2 separate regions of the Gasterosteus aculeatus genome follow, and region 1 is linked to region 2. The links are chromatin contacts, called in public Hi-C maps. All regions are on one chromosome and are shown on one strand. The core of a region is the stretch at or near the end of the contact, and the rest is flanking DNA. Distances in the headings are between cores, read along the strand shown. Region 1 overlaps adarb1b (adenosine deaminase RNA specific B1b). Region 2 holds the start of adarb1b (adenosine deaminase RNA specific B1b).

What was found. Hi-C and Micro-C count contacts between places; a contact is called where the count stands out from the background.
Region 1: a Hi-C map of liver shows a contact between it and region 2, with 1.8 times the contacts expected there. The contact joins the enhancer-like site here to the promoter of adarb1b in region 2. A contact is called at or near these places in 3 of 6 Hi-C or Micro-C datasets (liver, skeletal muscle and tail fin).

Annotation. Positions count from the first base shown.
Region 1 is chr16:4,831,352-4,836,200 of fGasAcu3.hap1.1, reverse strand. All of the region lies in intron 1 of adarb1b (adenosine deaminase RNA specific B1b), which reads right to left. Among protein-coding and RNA genes, the nearest start is that of LOC120833594, 15 kb to the right of the region's middle. Within about 2 kb of position 2,715, at least 2 of the 9 cell types and tissues checked have open chromatin away from gene starts, as enhancers often do. A contact at or near this core is called in liver, where this site is marked.
Region 2 is chr16:4,782,263-4,787,123 of fGasAcu3.hap1.1, reverse strand. It overlaps adarb1b (adenosine deaminase RNA specific B1b), which reads right to left and starts at 1,400. Exons shown (of 10, transcript XM_040200825.2): 1 at 1,152-1,400. LOC120834271 (olfactory receptor 5F1-like) reads right to left here and starts at 4,094. Exons shown (of 1, transcript XM_040202185.2): 1 at 3,159-4,094. The coding sequence starts at 4,094. The coding sequence ends at 3,159. It also overlaps the pseudogene LOC120834270.

The DNA of each region.
Region 1 (4,849 bases), core at 1,466-3,965, 48 kb before region 2:
TTTAGTGTGCTAATGCTGGGTTTTACCAGCTCTTACACTCAGCAGCGCACAACAGTCTCCTCTGAGCACACAAATGATCATTTCTAAAATAATGATTCAACTACTTATTCTCTGTTGTACTTCAGCGCCACACACACACACACACACACACACACACACACACACGGAAGAATATGCACACGTGAGATTTGTACGCACATCTTAACAAATGCACTGTCTTTTTCTGCCTCACACACACACACACACACACACACACACACACACACACACACCACACACACACCTACCTACAGTCTCGCCATATCCAGGGTGATAATTATAACTAAGTCGCCCATTAATCAGCGACAGCTGTAATTATCTTAATTCCAGTGTGTAATCTGATCAAGGTGAGGCAGATGAAATCACAGCTCTTCTCCTGCTGGGCGTGAAGGCGGTTTCAGTAACGGCAGCAACAGCAGTCGGGTTGTAAAGAAAATTGGTTTGGACCAAAACAATCTGATAATACGGCGTGGAGGCTGATTAGCGGGGAAAGGTACAGCTATCTCCAGGGTCTGCAGGCCATTGTGGCCGCAAAATTATTTTTGAATTAATTCAACAAATGTGCTTATTTTTAGAATTGATAGCAACCTGTGGTGAACGTATCACAGCCACTAGACCAGAGTAGTCCTCCACCTGTTCAGCTGAGCTTTGTGTATCCTTGCGTTCACTATTGGAACCGGGATGTCCGGATATTTCATGAAATAATATTAAAAAAATAAAATAGACACGGTTTCAGGCATTTGCGGCATGTTTTGTTCTTACCTTTGCTGCTTGTTTACCTGAAGTCCCAAAAAGTAAACCATTATACTACGTTTACAATATTATTGCTACTGAATGAAACAAAGTTGCTGTCCTAAGTTGGTATTTGCACAACATTATTCAAGTATCCAAAATGTGTATTTTGACCAATAAACCTAATGTACCATGAGGCTTGAATCATTTTGATTGGAACTGTACTCATTTTCCCATCAGGTCAGCAATCACTTCTTAAAACAAGTTCAATCCTGCCTCACGACTGTGGTACGCTAGTTAGCGAACATTAAACCAAAATAAACACACTACTCAATCACATGCGATATTGTTTTTGCCGCACTCAAAAAAAACACCACACACACACTAAACTTGTTATATAACCAGTGCTGCGTTTCCAAAGAGAATAATATTGGCTTCAGGATTCCAGCATCAATCAGTTCACCATAACGCCAAAAAAGGTATAAACATACTCCTGCTACGTGCACAACATGTCAGGTCCTCACTCATCCTCAAAGTGCACAGCACCCAGGTTCCCGTGGAGATCCGTAAACACGGCCCTGCTATTGTAGTCGTATGGATGACGTCTTGTCGCCCCTCCAGATGCACCGCGTCCTATCTGCAGTTTGCACAGAGCAAAACAGATGTCACAGAGACGGTGAGCAGACATGCTCTCCGGGGATCGAACCCACGCTATCAGCGACAGCAGCAGCCTGCGTCGCGGCTTTTGCCCGAGCGGACGCATTGTTTTCACATCTGGCCCCCCGGCTTCCAGTCACCGAGCTCCAAAACAAACGTGGACTTTGACAGCGGATCCGTCCGGTCACAGGCAGGGGTGGACGGGAACCAGAGTGCATGTGCCATGTGATGCACTGGGGCAAGCGAGAGTAAAAAACAACAACAACAGGACGACGACGGTGAGAAACAAGACGAACAGAACGTGGGTGCAGAAGTGTGAAAGAACTCAGGTACTCTCCAGATGGGCTCTTCACACAGAAATACATGCTAATCAGCGTGGCAGCGGTGATGTCGAAGCACTCTGGCTACTGGCTCACACGGAACATATGGCGCCGGAGCATCTGCGGCAACGACAGTAACATAATTCTATCAAAACATGGATGGCGTAACTGAACTCAACCAGACAGGGAGTCAGTCGCTTTCCAACAACAACGAGGAGAGGATGGATGTTGGAAGGATCTCATTGAACGGACGCCAAATTAAGGAAACTCATGTCCCATTTAAACCTTGAGCGTTTGTTCATGCAGACCTCATAAGCTGCTCTGGGGGAAAAAAAAGTCTTCCACTTTCTTCAAACCTTACCGGTGATGCTTGGCCTCCAGGGCACATTCTGCTGGTCACTTTGGAGAGCTAAGTATATATATATATATATAAGGGTATATTGGGGTTGACACCAGAGGGGTCAAAGCTGAGCTTTTTTGCAGGATTCATCAATGGGTCCAATCTGAACGTGAAAACCTGTGAGAGGCCGACATCATTTGTCAATTATTACAGGATTTTTTTTTAATATCGAAGGGGCTGGAACTCATTAAATGCTTCAGTAAGATAATCAAAGGCAACACAGAAAGACGTTTCAAAAACACTTCACTTATGTACGTCAATCTAGCAGATTCGGTATCAAAATGTCAGCAGAACCTCCACATCATTGTCCAGAAGGGTTTGCCGAGGCATTAAATATAAGCTCAGGATTCCACTGGTGCAGAATTTTGAAATGCCTCAGCTTGAAATGCTCAAACTAAAGCAAGAGATTGAAAAGATTTCAGCGAAGCCCCCGGCTGCTGTTGATTGAGCCAAAAACCTTGGTCACGCATTCAGTAAATACACTGTGTGTTTGTGTATGTGTGTGTGTGTTCTTGGCCATACGTGTGTCCTCAGAAGGAGGGGGAGTAGAGATAAACTCTAATCTAGTCTCCTCTCAGCTTCATAGGTAGCCCAGCTCTATTTTGTGACAGCGACACACTCCACCCTGAGGCATCAGACCAAAGGTCATCCTTTCCAGCCGCTCCCATTTCACTGGTGCTTAGATTCACACATTCAAACAAAGAAAAACCCGGGGTGCTCATGACACCCGTGAAATATTGCCGGCCTACTTCCTGGCGGTATGGATGTGGTATAAATCACCCGAGGCGGCCGACCTCGTAGCAGCAACATGATGTGATATAATATGGTGTGTTGTTAGTGAGTGGTTGCCTTCATCATGATCCTCGTCATTATCATCAGGACCAAACACTGTGTCATTAATGGAGGGAATCAATGTGACCTGCTGCAAAGACACCAAGAGGAAGAAATGCACCAAGAGAAAGGCAGCAGATATTCAAGAGCACCGTGGAGGGTTTCTCAGTTCTCCTCTACAGAATTTCACAGTTGGTTTAAGTATGAATACATCATGGGAGAAAAACGTCTACCTTGTCTTATGCTTGTGTAAAAACGAGGACCACAAGCTCGACCAAAGCCCGTCTCTGACTAGCACCAGCAGCAACGCACTGCCAGAGAGCCACAAACAGCGCGCTAAATATTCAGTGGAGGACCTGAACGGGGCGCCGGGACGCAAGAAAACCGGGTGCCCGCCGCCACGGCGGGTTTGGCTTGCACCTCTGCAGGTGAAGGGCTGCTTGTGGGTCGATGATGTAAATAACGGTGTATTGATACTAAAAACGCACGGCAAAACCCGGATAACACACAAATTTGGATATTTGTAGTATCAATACATACTTAAAAATAGGACATTGTAAGAGCTTACTTACTGCTTCCTGTCATGCTGCCTGCACATATTGACTGCAAAAAGCGTGGTGCCACTATCTGGGCGCCACGGGGCACAGTCCGACCCCCCCCCATCATCTCTAACCACCCCCCTCCCCTCCTCTAGCAGGAAAACCAAGAATCTTTAAGAGAAGCGCAAGTGAAGGCGATGAATGTCTCCTCTCGTTACCAACGCCACAGGTGCCGGTGGCGTCTCCGGCTCGCCCATGAACAATGGCGCTCGGGAAAATGTCAAACAAAAAAACAACAAGAACTAAAACGATTGTAAGCGAGGATTTATTATCGTCCCTTCCATGAAGGTGAGTACTAAAATAAATACAGGGTGGTCCAGATATCCTGTCTCACCATGTGTAGGACTCGAGGTCATCCTTATCAGACTGTCCTTCAGAGACACACAGGCGATTACGCAATCAGCTTCACAGGCCCAGTAGTAGTAGCCCATCTTCACCTTGAGTGAGCCAGCCATCCCGACAGGAAAAGGACAAAAGGGAGACGCATACGTTCAAACTGTGTGCACCGCATGTGTCTCCATGCGCTGCAATGAACCGTCCACACACAAACACAGGCAGGGCTTTTGAAATGCAATCGGATGGGGGTAAGTGGAGGAGACAGGCAGAGAGAGAAACAGAATGAAATAGAGGAGTCCAGGATCCCCTGATATTTGAGCCCATCTAAAAATAGCCACACTGGCGCACAGATATGAATTGTACTTGTGAAAGTCTTCAGATGGTGCAGGGAGGAGAAGGGAGATGGGAACGGCAGAGATTCCCTTCCAGGTCGCCGGGGTGCAGCGTCTGCGACTGAATATGAACCGTCTTCCCCTCAGTGCGATTGGTAACCGTACGCCTCATTCTGCTCATTATGTAATTGGAGTGACTGCAGGGTCACAGAGTCATGAGTCAGTCCTCTGCAGCTTGGGCACATTAACGGCGTTTCAGCAGCGATAGCCGCTTCTCCAGCAACGCAGCGTTTAAAAAAAAATGTAAACATCGCATTAGAAACTACGCTGGGCGGATTACAGCCACACTAAGCGTTCCCCGTCCACAAACACGTCTGTTGATTCAACGGAAATGCAGCCTAGATTATTTTCTCCCAACCAGTTGGTCGGACCTTCTTTGCACTTCGTCGGGCTTCACTTGGTCGACCAAACACACGGCGCTGTACCCATTGGTCACACTGCGTGCGAGTGCCAGCCGAGTGCCGTTCCTGAACTCACCGTTCCACTGAGCAGTCACGGGGAAAACGCTTTAGATGTGCCAATCCTTCGCGGTCCGGACTCCCC
Region 2 (4,861 bases), core at 151-2,650:
CAAAGAAATACCCACAGCGTTTAGGAACCAGGCCGCAAACATGCTGTGCGATTTTCATACTTTTGTGTTTCACGCGTGTCGACTCTTTAAATAACGTAAGTCTTTGGCATACCCGCAGGATCTCTCAGTATTGTGCCACCTTGTTAAATCCTTGCTTTAAAAGATGCAATAACTTTTAAGAAAACACACCAAAGCCGATTCAACCACAGAGAGCGAACGGCTAGCTAGCTAGCTAGCTAACCGCATCACGCTTTAATGCTGCTACGCACAGAACATTAGGAGGAACGGAGTTGCCACTCATATGCAATAGCGAGGGGCTTTTCTCACGTATTTTATGTTTGACTGTTTCCGGTGAAATGCGCGCGCTGGCGGACAGGTAACTGACCCACGTGACGCAGAGCGTCCACAGGTCAAGGTGCATCGTGGGGAGACGTCACTCGGGATTCATCGCTCAGCATTACCGGTCACAGCACGGATGCAGCAAAAACAGGATTCCTCTCGGAGTGTCCACGTGCTTCCCCTTTATGTAAAAAAACAAACTCAGTTGTTGCACTTTTCAGAAGCGAAACGAGGCGCTTCCGAAACGCCGCACGGGTTTGCGCCGCTTCGTTTGAGTACGCAGGTCAGCGCGCGGCGTCCGCTCGGTTCAAACCTCCGCACCGCTCAGCGGGGCTGTGCAAAACATGCGTGCACATACGCACACTGAGGCGCGTACCTGCACCGCGCTAGCTTAGCTTAGCATTCGTGCCACCGTTTCCCCGGGCATCGCAGCTACGTGCCGCGGTCTCCCGGCGAGACCTCCGCCGGCTCCACTGACAGGCAAACGCTGAAAGAGGATGACAGCCATAAATCCCGCTGCGCGCACACACACACACACACACACACACACACACACACACACACACACACACACACACACACACACACACACACACACACACACACACACACACACACGGCTATTTCGCAACGCGAATGGAAGAAGTCCATATGATGGTGAGCCCCCATCCGCATTTCTCCGGGTGAAGAACCGCGTCCTGGATTGTCAGCCTGATCTTACATAAACACAACCGGAACCCAAATCACATTAGCAACCGCGTTCGTCTCATCCTCCGCAAAACCCCAAAATAACACGGCGACAGCCCACTCACGGTTTGCGCCGCGACGTGAAGTTCGTGTTTCCTCGGATCCCTCGGGATCCTCTCCGCCACTTCGCCTCAAAACAAAGGTGACGGCTTCGCTGCGCGTCGTCGCAGGAGGAGGAACGGGAGACCGGGCTGCCGTACGGTCGCGTGCACACTGCGGTGCTCTCAGCCGGCCGTCGGCGGTCTCCTTCGTCTCGGTGTTTCTGTCGCGGTGGGTGACGATGCACGAGCGCCGCCCAGCGGTGCGGAGGCGACACGACACATTTTTTTTCTCTCTCGCGCGCAACGAGGAGGTAAAGGTGTTTGGAATAATACCAACCCAGTGAAACGTTAAATAAATTACCTGTTTACATAACGTACAGAGTAAAAATGTGGGATCCGATTTAAATGACGCCATTATGTTATCAAATGTTGACTTCAGTGGGACATTGCAACGGCTTTGAGTGTTTCCCACCAGATCTTATTTTTGCCTGAATCTTTCGATCCAGACCTCTTCCATCACCAATCTTTTGTTGGACATAATAACGTATACAAACATTGCACAATATACAACACTCACCCAAATGTGGTTCGCAGGAATAATCTCAGATCTCTGAACGAACGTAGTCTCCAAACTCACAAGATTCTCAATTTCATTTGACTTAAGATTTGTCTTTATTTTCATTTTGGCTTGGGTCACTGACATACATTTTCCTCTTCAACTATCAAACTAGATGGTCAAATGGAATTATTGGTTTTATGTTATACCAATACTCGTGCAGTCAAGGCCCGCCGGGCTCTACGAGTGGGATAGGTTTGGGAGTCTTGCTCGTGTCCGTTTTTCAGCAGTAATTTTAATACTAACACAGTGTTTGTGTACAGGTAAAACAATAATCTCATGATGCTACTGTTGATTAAATACTCACACTGAAACACTCAAAGTAAAGCTGACTGCACGGGACACTGTCTCTCTCACTTTGTTCTTGCCTCAATGCTATAAATAATAATTTCATTGTACAGAGTAACCTGTTAAACTGTGCACATCACAATAAATATCTCAGATCTTGAAGTAGAAATAGTCAGGATACATGTTGAATGAATATCTGTAACAAAATAAATGATTTATACGATATTAAGGCCAAAAGCCAAAGAGTAAACTGTACCTTACTTGGGCTGAATGATAACATGCATTGTACATTATCTGTGTATAGCTACTGGTTAAATGTATAGTTTTGCTATTATTGGTCTGATGATCCATTTGCTATTTATATATTTAATATAATTGGTATTACATGTATTTTCAATGATAACTGGCCTGTTTCAAAGTTCCTAAGTACACAATTTAAATTTAAAAATGGCATGGACAGTTTATGTCCACTAGGTGGCCTCAAAACTCCAGTATTAACTACATTAAATCCACCCATGACATACTTACTACATTCTAACATATTTCATATATTCATAAAGTGTTTGATTTTCTCATAAAATCACAAAATTCTAATGATGGGAAATAAGAGATTGTAATTTGTGTAATAACAATATTTCTAATTTATTCTATCCAATCAAATGTTTGCCGTGATAGGGACACGTTTCATCAGACTTCAATACTGCGCTGTTAATCAGAAATGTTGTCATCACTGATGAATTTATAAGGATAAGAAAGAAAGGATGAAGGATGGAGGGGCGAGCAGAGTTCCCAGAAATAGGAGACGTTGATTGTCAGTTGGTTATGGGGTGAAATTATTAGGAATTTCTACATTTTGTATGAGACAGACATACATTTTGTACATTTAAATGTATAAGATATACATTTAACCAGTAGCTATACGCAGACAATGAACTATGCTATCATGAATATAATTACGATATGAGCAAAGTTACATTTGTAGATGTATAAGATTTCATATACATTACATTTCAATACAGGTCATTTAGCTGACGCTTTTATCCAAAGCAAATTACATTGCATTTTTAACACATGGCTTTTTACAAAAATGATATAAGTGCATTTTTTCAGGAGTTTGAGTTTCCTTTTCATTTAATTTTAAATGTAATAACACTTAAAATTCTGATCCTAATTTTGGTCAGTTTAAAGCCATAAACCAGAGGATTAATGATGGGAGGTAAAATGAGAAGTTCTATTGCAATAACATTTTGAATGGTTAGAGAGAGATTTGAACCAAATTTCAGATTAAAGACATCCAAAAGCATAGTCACAACAAAAAAGAGCAAAGAGGTTAAATGTGGCACACATGTCTGCATGAACCTCGCCCTGTTTTCTAAAGAATTCACACATGTTCTGATGACAAACACGTATGACCAAACTATTAAAAACCCCTGAAATAAGAAAAATGTTACTGTTAGGTTCGATACTATGTTGTTAACAACAGTTTCAGCTGTTAAACAAGCAAGTTTCACAATATTCAAATTCACACAATAAAGTCTGGCAATATATGGGCTGCATAACTTCAATCTAGATGTGAGGATCATAGTCACGGCAGAAATGCAAAAAGGTGTGAACCAGGAGAAAGAGATAAACATTAAAAGTATCTTCTTTGACATGACAGAGTGGTACACCAGGGGTCGACATATAGCCACATATCTGTCATATGACATGACTGCAAGAATGGACAAATCACTGCAGACAAATGAGTACATCACCAAAGCCTGAAAAATGCATCCAGAATAAGATATTACTTGAACAGCAGACAGCAGATCCCACAGAAACTTTGGGTAGAAACCTGTTGTCCCATAAAGTCCATTTATACACAAAGTGCACAATAGAATATACATTGGTTCATGCATGTTCTTATCCAAGATGATGGTCACAATAACAGCAACATTTACCAGCACAATAAAACAGTAACACAGTAAAGTGACAGAGAAGAGAACAACTCTGAGGTTCATTGGTTCATTTAAACCTGAAAGAAAAAATGATGTTATATGAGAGTTGTTGTGGTTTGTAATCATTGTCATTATTTCCTGTGTTGTGAACCTCCACCCTTAACACAAAACCTGTTTCTTCATCCCACTGTTATAAATATCATCTGTCTATAGCAACGCATGACCTGGGAATTCAAACCGACCAATCAACATACACCTCTTTTTCTATAGGTGCATGGATAGATAGTTACTATATTAATCTAAAATATAGAAATACACAAAATAAACAGAATAGAAAAGTAGGAAATTCAATTAACTAACAAAAAAATAGTGCAAAGATTAAACAAAACAAAGAATGATGTGAAGGTGTTGAAGGATAGTGGTGTGATTAATGTGGCCCGATGAGTCTTTTGGAAAAAGGCTCCTCTGTCCCTTCAGCACTTGGTGCAGATGGTGCTCCTGCTATCCAACATGCAGTCCAGACTTTCCAGTTTTACACCAATGATGGAGCCGGTCCTCATAACCATTTTGTAGAGTTGGATGGTGTCTTTGGCTCCAATGCGCGCGCCCTGCAGCAGACATATGACGAGTATGTGGCTCTGGACACAACAGACTGGTGGAACATCTCCAACATCTTGCTGCACACATGAAGGATCAAAGAGTTGTTGTACGATCCATTGTATGAGTTGTACAATAAGTAAGATTTTCTTTCCGTTAAAATAATCATTGTTATTAATGTTAATGTAGAGGTAATGGAGATAAGTTGTTTAGATTTGACCATATACTGTAAAAAATAATATCTCTAGTGGTGGTCAAGAGGTGAAATAAACACACATGTAAGTGAAGTATCGACG